Linked DNA regions of Sus scrofa: regions 2 and 3 are each linked to region 1. Evidence: chromatin contacts called from public Hi-C and targeted proximity ligation data. All regions are on one chromosome and are shown on one strand. The core of a region is the stretch at or near the end of the contact, and the rest is flanking DNA. Distances in the headings are between cores, read along the strand shown.

Evidence for each region. A called contact is a pair of places that touch in the nucleus more often than the background predicts.
Region 2: a contact with region 1 is called in a Hi-C map of fetal liver, with 1.8 times the contacts expected there. A contact is called at or near these places in 2 of 47 Hi-C or Micro-C datasets (fetal liver and liver) and 1 of 2 datasets of targeted methods (skeletal muscle).
Region 3: a targeted proximity ligation map of skeletal muscle shows a contact between it and region 1. A contact is called at or near these places in 1 of 47 Hi-C or Micro-C datasets (liver) and 1 of 2 datasets of targeted methods (skeletal muscle).

Annotation. Positions count from the first base shown.
Region 1 is chr5:89,915,387-89,919,582 of Sscrofa11.1, forward strand. No RefSeq gene overlaps it. Among named protein-coding and RNA genes, the nearest start is that of NUDT4, 190 kb to the left of the region's middle.
Region 2 is chr5:90,047,970-90,051,910 of Sscrofa11.1, forward strand. No RefSeq gene overlaps it. Among named protein-coding and RNA genes, the nearest start is that of EEA1, 82 kb to the right of the region's middle.
Region 3 is chr5:89,699,518-89,703,163 of Sscrofa11.1, forward strand. All of the region lies in intron 1 of UBE2N (ubiquitin-conjugating enzyme E2 N), which reads left to right. Among named protein-coding and RNA genes, the nearest start is that of NUDT4, 27 kb to the right of the region's middle.

The sequences.
Region 1 (4,196 bases), core at 10-2,509:
ACATTAATAATGTTATGGAGTTCCCGTCGTGACGCAGCGGAAATGAATCTGACTAAGGACCATGAGGTTGTGGGTTCGATCCCTGGCCTCGCTCAGCCAGTTAAGGATCTGGCATTGCTGTGAGCTGCGATGTAGGTCACAGACGAGGCTCGGATCTGGTGTTGCTGTGGCTCTGGTGTAAGCCTGCAGCTGTAGCTCTGATTGGACCCCTAGCCTGGGAACTTCCATATGCCGCAGGTATGGCTCTAAAAAGCAAAAAAAAAAAAAAAAAAAAAAAAAAAAAAAAGAAGAAAGAAAAAAGAATTTTGGAGTTCCCGTTGTGGTACAGTGGCTAACGAATCCGACTAGGAACCATGAGGTTGTGGGTTCGATCCCTGGCCTCGCTCAGCGGGTTAAGGATCTGGCATTGCTGTGAGCTGTGGTGTAGGTTGCAGACACGGCTGGGATCCCGCATTGCTGTGGCTGTGGCTGTGGCTGGCGGCTACTGCTCTGATTAGACCCCTAGCCTGGGAATCTTCATATGCCGTGGGAGTGGCCCTAGAAAAGGCAAAAAGACCAAAAAAAAAAAAATAATAATAATGTTAGACATTACATCCTTAATACATATTTTATTCTATCAATTAAATTTAATTCAGCAATTATATATTACTTTTAAGAAGGCATCTAAGAAGGGAGGGATCTCATTTTGTGAAAAGGAAGCTGTAGAAAGGTTTAACTGAGGTGACACTTCAAGTTGGAGGCTGAGCTGAGGCTGGAATTTTCTTTCTTTAACTGAGGGCTATCTTTTTTTTCTTCCTCTGAACCTTTTTAGGTAAACAAGTTCCCAGAGACCCCTTCATCTCTCAGCCTTTTCCCCCGCTGACATATTAGCAGAGCCCAGACCTGTGTGTCTGTGTTCTCTAGCACCTTTGCCTTCCGTTGGGAGCTTGATGGCCCTCTACCAACGACAGACAAGAAGAAATGGAAATTATTCATTCTAGAACAGCAGATCTTCTGCTATATAGATTAGCTCTTTTATTGGACAAATACTGGCATATCAGATCTATAGGATTCTTGTGGTTGTTTAATGGAATTTATTGAAACAAACTCAGCAAAGCAGTATTCCATGAATGATCATGCCTCAGGAAAGGTCTGTGCTTAAACCTCACTATTAAACAGAATTCAATAAAAGGCCCCCTTGCCTAAGGCCCCCCACCCCTTGCCCTGCAGACGCTTCCCAGCTTGAGGGAAAGTTGGCAGGGCTCCATTTTGCTAATCTATCTCTGGACACAGCTTTTCCTCAGCCTCTGACATGGGTTAATTCTGAGTTGTAATCCAGCCTGTCTTCCGTGGGTCCCTGCGGAAATTTGAAGACGGAATGCAACTTGTTTTATTGAACTGAAAACCAAGTGGCCCATGTTTGGCTAAGAGCAAAAAAAAAAGAAAGCTCATGAGAAGAAGCAAAATGAAACACACGCAGGCTCTTTCACATGGGCAGGCAGGGTATGGGAGGACGGTGGGAGGAGGTGGGAAGTGTACAGGAGGCAGCTGAGTTTATTTTTAACACCAAGTTAAAGGCATACTCTATGTTCTTCCCTTTTAAAAATAGTCTTTTAACCTCTTGAAGCGTTTTGACTATTCTGCCTGTGGGGTAATACCCCCTCTGTGGCTGGCAACTCCCACTGGATCTTTTCCCATTAGGAGCGTCCTGGCCAAGTACTTAGAAGGATGGAAAAACCCCAGAATTTTTCTTCTGAGAACTCCTGATCAGCATATGCATACAGCTCCTGTGTGCAGAGAGGCTTATAAACCCTGGCTGCTTCTTTGGACCTTGAGCTTTACAGCATTTTCCAAAGCTTGATGGTTTGGAGAAATGTCCTCTTTTTAAAACAGTCTGGGTTAGTAAAATGGTGGAGATAGTCTTTTTGAAGTCCATTGCAATAATTTATTCATTGAGCTTATGAATGATACAACACACATAAATACACATTTATATCCATGAAATTAGAATAAGTATGAATAATATAATAATAACTGATCTCTAACACTTAATGGAGGGCTTACTCTATGCCAGGCACTGTTTCATATATATTTAATGTTTTAAACAATTCTCTCCATAATATCATCCCATTTTACAGTTGAAACAACTTGGGCTCAGGGCCATTAAGTAACTTGTGAAGATTGTAAAGTCAGTGAGTGATTTAAAGGGAAGGAATTCAAACTCAGGCCATCAGGCAGTTCAAGTCCATTGCTAGCCCATTTATTGAGTCCATGATTGAAAAAGGAGCACATACCTTAAGACCCTTTTGATTCCATCTGTTGGGAAGTTATCAAATGTACTGATTTGATTAGAACATTTTATTGCATTTGCAAGATAGTTGTCATAAGAAAAAGCTAAATCCACAATGCTGACAATGTGAAGGGGACCCCCTCCGATGTGATCGTTTTGTGCAGTGCATAACCTGCGCAAAGATACACGGGTGGCCCTATGTACACACACACAGCACACACATGGGTACTTTTGCAGACATGGCAGTTTTATGAAGGAAAAAACCAGACTGCTGTAGTTTAAAAGGAGAGGGGAACCTAGTTTTCAGAGGTAAACAGACTGATCTGATGTTGGCAACAGCTCTTTCTACATGCCTCAGTTTTATATCAAATCTTATATGAATCTCTGGAAATTGTTGTATTTGTACACAGTACAAAAGTGCCCTACTTTCACTTGTCTTTTCTCCTCCTCTGGGGAAATAAACATTTAATTCACATTGGAACAGTGTGGCCTACGTATATACATTCATATATATGTGTTAAGGTGGAGGCGGGGAGGAAAAATAAATAGAACAGTTCACAAACCTAGAAGAGTAAAATTTTATTGTGGAAGATTTCAAAAATATACTGAAGTAGATCAAAAAGCATAATGAACCCCACTTACGCGCGTGAACCTACCAGCCAGCTGTAGCAATTATCAACTAATTATCAGCTAATGACTAGTCTTGCTTCATCTATATTTCTTCTCCGCTCTTACTGAAGCAAATTTTAAATATCATTTTATCCAAAAACATTTAGTACATTTCACTGCAAGGTGTAAACTGATTTTGAAAAACAGCTGTAATTTTATCATTAAATCTCAACAGAAATAGTAATGTCCCTGATGTCATCATATATCTAATCAGTGTTCAAAATTTCAACTGTCTTCCAAACGTCCTAGATTTTCTTTTGTTTGTTGTTTTCACCTTGTGTTTGTTTTAAATGAGAATCAACTAAGTTCAAACACCACATTGGTATAAAGTCTCTGTCTCTTTAAATCGGCAAGTTCTCCCTTCATCTTTCTTTTCCACAGTCTGGATTTCGCTGACATGCTGAGATGGCATCTTCATAATGTAGTTTAACATGTTTCTCTGCAGCAGAATCATTTCTAGGAGGAGTCCAGGCATCTGAATATTCTTTTATGGTAGTTAGGTGAATATGAACCACAGCTAGGCTTGGAAAGACTAGGAAAATCTTAGTGTCTTCTCCCAGATTTCTTAATGTGTTGGTTGAAGAAATGAAACTTTTTTTTTTTGTCTTTTTTTTTAGGGCCACACCTGTGGCATATGGAAGTTCCCAGGCTAAGGGTCATGGCTATAGCTGCTGGGTTATACCATAGCCGCAGCAATACAGGATCCTTAACCCACAGAGCAAGGTCAGGGATTGAACCCGCATCCTTGTGGATCCTAGTCGGTTTGTTACTGCTGAGCCACAACATGAACTCCACGAAACTCTTTCTTGATTATTATAATGAAAACAATATGTCCACCACCTGTTTTTTTGTATTTTTGGTTGGTTGTTTTGGTTTTTTTTGTTGTTGTTGTTGTTTTTAGGGCCGCACATGGAAGTTCCCAGGCTAGGGGTCAAATCGTAGCTGCAGCTGCCTGCCCACACCACAGCCATGGCAACACGGGATGCAAGCCAAGTCTGCAAACTACACCACAGCTCATGGCAACGCTGGCTCCCTAGCGCACTGAACAAGGCCAGGGATCAAACCCACATCCTCACGGATCCTAGCTGGGTTTGTTACCACTGAGCCACAATGGGAACTCCTCCTATCACCACCTGTTGATAGGTAAAGAACCCTTTTTGCTTGTTGAGGGCACATAGAATCCCTAGGGTAAAATTTCCTGTTCTCCAGGAGAACTATTTCTCAGCCAGGCTTGAGAGGGGGCAATAGGCCTGCACTG
Region 2 (3,941 bases), core at 7-2,506, 130 kb after region 1:
CATAAGAAAACAGTCCAATGGTAAAATCAGAAAAATATTTGAATAGATACTGCACAAAGGAAAATATATAGATGGCCAAAAATCACACAAAAAGATTCTCAGCGTCATTGGTAATAAGAGAAATGCAACTTAAAACCACAACGAGATACCACTACACCCACGCTAGAATAAGATTTAAAAGACTAACAATAACAAGAGTTGGTGAGAATGGGAAGCCATTGGAAATCTCATATACTGCTGGTGGAAATGCAAAAACATACAGCCCTTTCAAAAAATGAATATGACCCAGCAATTCCACGGTTAGGTATTTACCTGTTAGGGAAACGAGAGTGTATGTCCACTGAAAGACGTACACATGCCTGTTCCTGGCGACATTCTTTCATAATGGTCCCAACCTAGAAACAATCCAAATGCCCATCACCTGATGTACAGAAAAAAAAGAAAACAATGACATACAATGGATTAGCAACAACTAAAAAGAACAGGATGCTGATGCAACACGAATGAATCTGAAAAGCATCATACTAAGGGAAAAAAATCCAGAAAAAAATCATATATGCTGTGCAGCATGATTCCATTTACATGAAATTTTAGGAAAAGCAAAACTACAGCAACAGCAGCCAGATCAGTGGTTTCCTGGGGTGTAGAGTAGGGGTGAGGATTAATTGCAAAGGGATCTGAGGAAAATTCAGGCGTGACAGAGGTGTTCTAAAACGTGATTGTGGGGGTGTTGCATGACTATACATTTGCTAAAATTCAGGCCCAGTAAAAATTGGTGAATTTGGTTCTATATAAATTAATCTCAATAAAACTATAGAAGCTATTAATTCAGGATAAATGCTTGGAATTTATAAAAAGCGGCACATTCTATTCAGCAATATGTTGGCAGTTACAGAGGAAAAGGGAGAAGTTAGTAAGCATTTCCTCTGTTTTACAGAGGAAATAGAATTTTTTGAGGTTCATCCAGGAGAAACTTCCTCTCATAATGGAACCCCCTCAGATATCCGAGGTAATATAGCACCCGGCCTGGGTTACTGTCTGGAAGCTCAGGCTGAAATGCCAGACTAGAAAGAGGTTTCTTATCACCCGCCCAGAAATCTCTGTCTGAGGCCACGGGCTGTGGCTTCCCTGCCTTATCTGGCTAGATAAGCACTCAAGGGCTTTGCCCCCCTGCTCCCGGGAGGCCTGGAGGTGAGAGGCCAGAAAGTGTGGAACAGATCCGTCTCCGGGGCCTGGGTTGGACTCACGGACAGGTAATGTGTCCCCCTAACTGTGGACTTTCTGCCACCTCCAGCCACTTGTGGCGTCTCCACGTGGAACACCACGTTGTGTGAGTCCCTTTGAGGGTTTGTTCTGTCCCTGCACGTTCTCTCCGAGGCGTAGGTGTTCCTTGTGATGCTTATTTTTTGAGGGCATCGACATCCCAAGCCGGGGAGAGCCAGGGCTCTACTGGGAGGGCACGAGGCTTCTCCGAGGACATCCTTCCAAAAGCACATGCCGCTCCGCCTCCTCCACCCCTCGGCCCGGTCCACGCTCTGGTTTCCCAATTCTCCTCCCTTCCAGGGTTCCGTGGGTGGCAGTCTGTCCCAGGAAGGACTGCTGAACAGGAGTTCTCCCTAAAACTCTCCTTATCTGAACCAACATCTGAAAAACTGGCTCCTGGCTTCCTTCCGTGTACGTAGATCCATTCATCACACATTATTAGAATCTAAAAAGACTTTATAGAAAAACCAGACCACTGCTTTCCAAAATGTCTTCCTCAGAGCTGAGAGGTATTAAGAGATGCTCAGTGGAAAAGAGAGTTTATGATCAATGCATTTAGAAAATGCCAATTATGTAAGTCAGCTATAATAAAAATTTTTAAATGTTATATCCAAAAAAAAAAAAAAAAGAAAGGAAAATGCCAATTATACAGGTTTCTAGACACTGGATACCATAAGCAGCCTCAGTGTGCTCACTTGGCTGATGAGCACTATGACTTGAGAGAGGGGTTGGAGGGGGTCGGGAGGGGATGTGAGATGCAGTGTTTGATCAGAGGGACTTCTCTCAGATTGTAGAGCAGCACTGTCATTTAGAAATACCTTGCATATCTGGAGTTACACATATCAATTTTAAATATTCTGGTCGCTAGTTTTTAAAGAAATAGGGGAGCTCCTGTTGTGGCTCAGCAGTAATGAACCCAACTAGTATCCATGAGGACCGGGGTTCAGTCCCTGGCCCCACTCATTAGGTTAAGGATCCAGCGTTATTGTGAGCTGCTGTGTAGATTGCAGACACAGTTTGGATCTGACATTGCTGTGTGTTTCTGGCAGAGGCCAGCAGCTACAGCTCCAATTCAACCCCTAGCCTGGGAATTTCCATTTGTCACAGGAGCCAAAAAAAAAAAAAAAAAGGAAATAGGTTTTGCCTAATTTTTTATATAAAGTTTTTATCTATCATTTTTTAGAGTTTGTTTTTTTTTTTTTTTTGGTGGGGGCACACCTGCAGGATATGGAGGTTATCAGGCTAGGGGTTGAATAGGAGCTGTCGCTGCCAGCCTATGCCACAGCCACAGCGCATCTGAAACTGAGCCTTGTCTCCAACCTATACCACAGCTCATGGCAACACCAGATCCTTAACCCACTGAGCGAGGCCAGAGACCGAACCCGTGTCCTCATGAATACGAGTCCGATTCGTTTCTGCTGAGCCAAGAAAGGAACTCCTAAAGATGTTTTAGGTTCACAGCAAAATTGAGCAGAAACTACTGAGAATTCCCCTCTGCCTCCTATCCCCACAGCAATCACAGCCTTCCGTAATATCCTAATTTTAATAATATTTTATTTCCCTCAATTATAAAAGTATTATGATTTCAACATTAATCAAGGTAAAACTATTAATGAGATCCTACCTTAGTTTTTACATTCTAAATTGGCTGCTTTCCAAGTGCTTGACAGCCACACCTAGCTCGTGGCTACACTCAGAGCAGAAGGGGTCAAGGGTCCCAAGAGACGTGGTTTAGGAAATGCTGATCTGGCCACACCCACCCGTACAGATAAAGCTGAAGAGCCCCGAGGTTTGAAGTGGCTTTCCTAAGTCTCAGACCCAATTAGTGTCGGAGATGAGATCAGCACACAGGTTCCTGACCTTCGCCTCACCCTCAGGGGCAGTTCTTTCCTCCACTTCGTGACTCAAACACAAATCTTCTCCTTTGTAGGAGGCAGAATTCCAACTTCCTTTCTTTGCTCTGCAATGGAACAGCCCCCTGTTCCTTCGGAAGTAAAGTGGATGGGTCTTAGTCTAGGGACAGAGAGGGTCTGAGTCCACGATGATTATCCACATGCTCCTGGTTCCTCTCAGAATCTCGGCACTGTCACTTCTTAGTGTTGTACAGTATCCATTCTCACTCACATCAGGGGCTCTTTCAGACCGTAGTGCACTAGGATCCCTCACCTTGGGTCACAGTAGTGGCCCCTGGGTACTGGGGCCCTGGAGTGAGGACGGTGGAAGGAGGCTTCCATTCTTCATTGATTCAGCAAATGTTTATTGAACACCTATCACATTCCAGGCCCTGTTCTTGGTGCTGCATATACATCAATGGACAAACCAAGTCCTTGGCCTCTGGAGTTTAGATTCTAGTGGTACAAAACAGACAAAACAAATATGTAAATATATGGCACCTTAGAGGGGAATTATGTTTTTGAAAGAAGATAAAATAAAATAAGGGGAAAGGGAAGTAAGAAATAGAGGTAGGCTGGACAATGAGGGATTTTTTTTTTTTTTTTGACTCTCTAATCATGGTGGTTATAGATGAAAGGGGGAATGGATTTAAGGAAACATTCTTCTTAGTTTATATTATTAATGTATGTTTAAATGCCTTTGACATTTGTGGACATGCAGATCCTCTAAAGGAAATAATGAGACTACCTATTAACAACTAAATCTTACTGTGTAGCACTGGGAAC
Region 3 (3,646 bases), core at 829-3,328, 220 kb before region 1:
TTCTTCAGAGAATATTCTGTTATGGGGAGAAAGAAAACCTAATTGCTATAGATAAAATGTGGTGGGGGTATATATAGTGAATAATAGGACAATTTTTTCTCATATGCAGATGAGAACTTTTTTTCCCCTTTGGCCACACCCATGGCAATGAAAGTTCCCAGGCCAAGCCACAGCCACAACTGCAGCAACCCTGGATCCCTAACCCACTGGGCCACATTGGGAACTCCACAAATTATCACTCTTTTTCTAAGGATACTATTTATTATCTAAAATTTTCCTGTACATAATTCATTGCCTTAAAATGTGTACAATTTACAATTTTTCATATTGCACACATTATTATTGAACCTAAAAATGGGAAAACTAGTTAACAGAGTTAGTTGACAGCATGTCAAGTGTTGTAATTTACTGTGGTGTATTTCTGGGATTTTTTTTTTTTTTTTTTTTTTTGTCTTTTTTTTGGTCTTTTTGTCTTTTGTTGTTGTTGTTGTTGTTGTTGTTGCTATCTCTTGGGCCGCTTCCGTGGCATATGGAGGTTCCCAGGCTAGGGGTTGAATCGGAGCTGTAGCCACCGGCCTACGCCAGAGCCACAGCAACGCGGGATCCGAGCCGCGTCTGCAACCTACACCACAGCTCATGGCAACGCCGGATCGTTAACCCACTGAGCAAGGGCAGGGACTGAACCCGCGACCTCATGGTTCCTAGTCGGATTCGTTAACCACTGCGCCACGACGGGAACTCCATGGGATTTTGCTCTTTTGAGTCCCAGTAGATCTGTCCTGATCAGATCAGTTTGATGTGTTTTTTAATTCCTTCTTAAAGTATTTGTAGCATGAACTGCTGTATGCATTCTGTAAGACGAGGTAGTTTCCTTGAGACCTTAATTGTGTTGCCACTTAAATTCATACTCTATTTTTATGTACATCCGTTTCTACTTTTTAGCAACCGATTTCCTAAACATAGTCTACATTACTTTCTCTTTTTTTCGTTTTTCTTTAGGGCTGCACCTCTGGCATATGGAGGTTCCCAGGCTAGGGTTTGAATCAGAGCAGGAGCTGTTGGCCTACACCACAGCCACAGCAACCCCAGATCCTTAACCCACTGATGGAAGCCAGGGATCGAACCTGTGTCCTCATGGTTACTAGTCAGATTCGTTTCTGCTAAGCCGTGATGGGAAACGTATTACCTTTTATTTTGCATGATCTGAGCTAAAATTCTACTTGGGATCCAGTCCCAGGATTGCTTTTAAACAAGTAGGGTCACAAAGTGCAACTAGATGTTAGTTTCTTTTTTTTAGGAACACTTAATAAATCTTGAGATTTGTTACTGTGCTTTGTTCTTACCCTGCATTCTCTTGTAATTGGTTACGTATGACTGTAGTCTTCTCATGTGACTTCATTTGTCAAGTCCTTTTACAGTGTTCTCTCATTTAATTTTCATAGCACCTCTGCACGAGAGGCTAACGATGTGGTTGAGGAAGCTGAGGCGCCGAGCCTTGTAAATTACCTCCTCAGAAATATAGTTAAGCCAACACTGTAGTAACTTTAGCCCAGTACTTCTAGACTTAATACATCACTGTCTACAAAAGAATAGTGTAAAGCTAGAATGTGTTGCACATTTCTCGGTGTGAGTAGTAGCAGGAAGGCTTTTATTTCCTTCCCAGTTTTTGCCTTTGTAGGGGAAAAAATTGACAACGACTTCTATGGAAGGGTTGTTCCATTTGGTTTGGGTTTTATTCTTTTTTTTCCTCCTGTAATTTATGCTATGGGTTTGTTTGGGAAATCAGTGCTCTGTAGTCAGATAATTATGCATCTATTCATTATATCCAAATCCATTAGGACTTGAGACCATGTAAAAACTATTTCAAAAAATTTTCTGTACCTAAGAGCTTATTCTACAGTGTGTTCCGATTACGCCTTATGCTTGATCAGGCCACTTGGTGTGTTTCTTCAATACGTACATTCTTTAGAAAGATTATCTGATTTGGGGAGTGAACTGAAGATGAGGAAATGAATGCCCTGTCTGTCTCTGACAGAGTGACGCTCTGAGAGTGATTTGAAGCTATTTTTGGATGTGATCTTGGAGGCCCTTCTGGCAGCTTTTTATAGCTTTGAATAGAGCTGCTACTATTTTATCTAACTAGGAGTGGTGTTTTGGGGCCCTTGGGCCCCAGCTTTCTCTCTCTCTCTGTTTTTTTTCTTTCTCCCTCCTTCTTTATGGCTTTCTAAAAATATGAGGACTTGGGATAAAACAAAAGAATGGAGGTGCGGAGTCAAAATTCAAGCAGTTTTACTTCTTTTCTCATTCATTTCCTCCTTTTGTTCATCCCGGTCTTCACTTTTCCCCTAAAGGTGAAAACCAGCCTCTTTTGTTCCAGTTACCTGTTGGAGGACTTCCCAAGATGGGAGGCTGCTTTATTGCCTCCTGAGGTCTTTAATGCTCTGGAAATGTTTTTCTTTGAATCTACAGAATATTTTGCTGAAAGTAGTTTTTAGCATTTCAGGATCTGAATTGCCCTTGCATTGCTATGATTAAAACAAAACAAAAATTAGTCTTGAGTTAAAACCATTACTAAAAACATTACTTTAAATGCCTGTGGGTTTAACGCATTTTGGGGAAGGATTAGATTTTGTAGTTCCATCTTATGATTATTTCAGTATATAATTGTGCTGACAGAGAAATTTTTTTTTTTAGTGTATACACTGCAGGCTGTAGAATGAAGTGGTGGAAGGTGTATAATTTTTCTTAAGTAAAAGCAGTGTAAATACATTATTCTCATTCATTATTTGTCATACCTAAAAGCTTAAATACAGAAGTGTTTTAGCTGTTTTTGACTATATGTATTTATTCAAAATGTTGACAATATATTGTTACTAATATGTAAAACTACACTCACTACTGTCAGTTCGTGTATTGAATATTAGCATTTTTCTGGCTAAATTTGTAAACGGAAATTAGATTATATCTTCCCATGCCTGACTGGATCCTTTTGTTTTCTATTGTGATGTCGTTCACGGAATAACCCTGTTTTAACATTAAAGATGAAATTTCTGATCGTTTATACCTTGTTCTTTGTAACATCACGTAGATGGATAATTCAGCAAGTATTTTGCAAACCTCTGTGGCGCTGGGTACTGTGCCAGACGCTGCGGCTGTAGCAGTAAATGAACGCAGGTCTCCCTTTTCCCTCCATTCTGAGCGGAGTGAGTGCCATATGCAGTGTGTTTGGAGGCCCTGGAGATGAAGTAGTGGGGGAGCAGGGATAGAAGGAGGGTGTGGGATAGGCTGGATTGGGGTCTGCATGTTGAATTGTAGAGGCTTCACTGAGAAAATAGATTTGAATGAAGACCCTCAGAGCTGAGGGTTCCAGCTCTGTGGAAAGGGAAGAGGGAACCCTTTGTAAAGCCCCTGAGGGAAGAGGATGCCTGGCAGGCTGAAGGACTACAGAGCAGTTCATCTGGCTGGAAGGTCCGGGTGGAGGTGGGAGACAGGACGAGGAAAGCTGAGCCGAAGGCCTGAGGGATAGGTGGCATGAGGGGGTCATGTGAAGCCTCTTTTTTTGGGGGGGGGAGTGGAATTATACGGTTTTTGCTTTTGAAAAGGTCTGTAGAATAGAGATGGGCATGGCAGTGGGGTGAGGAGTGCA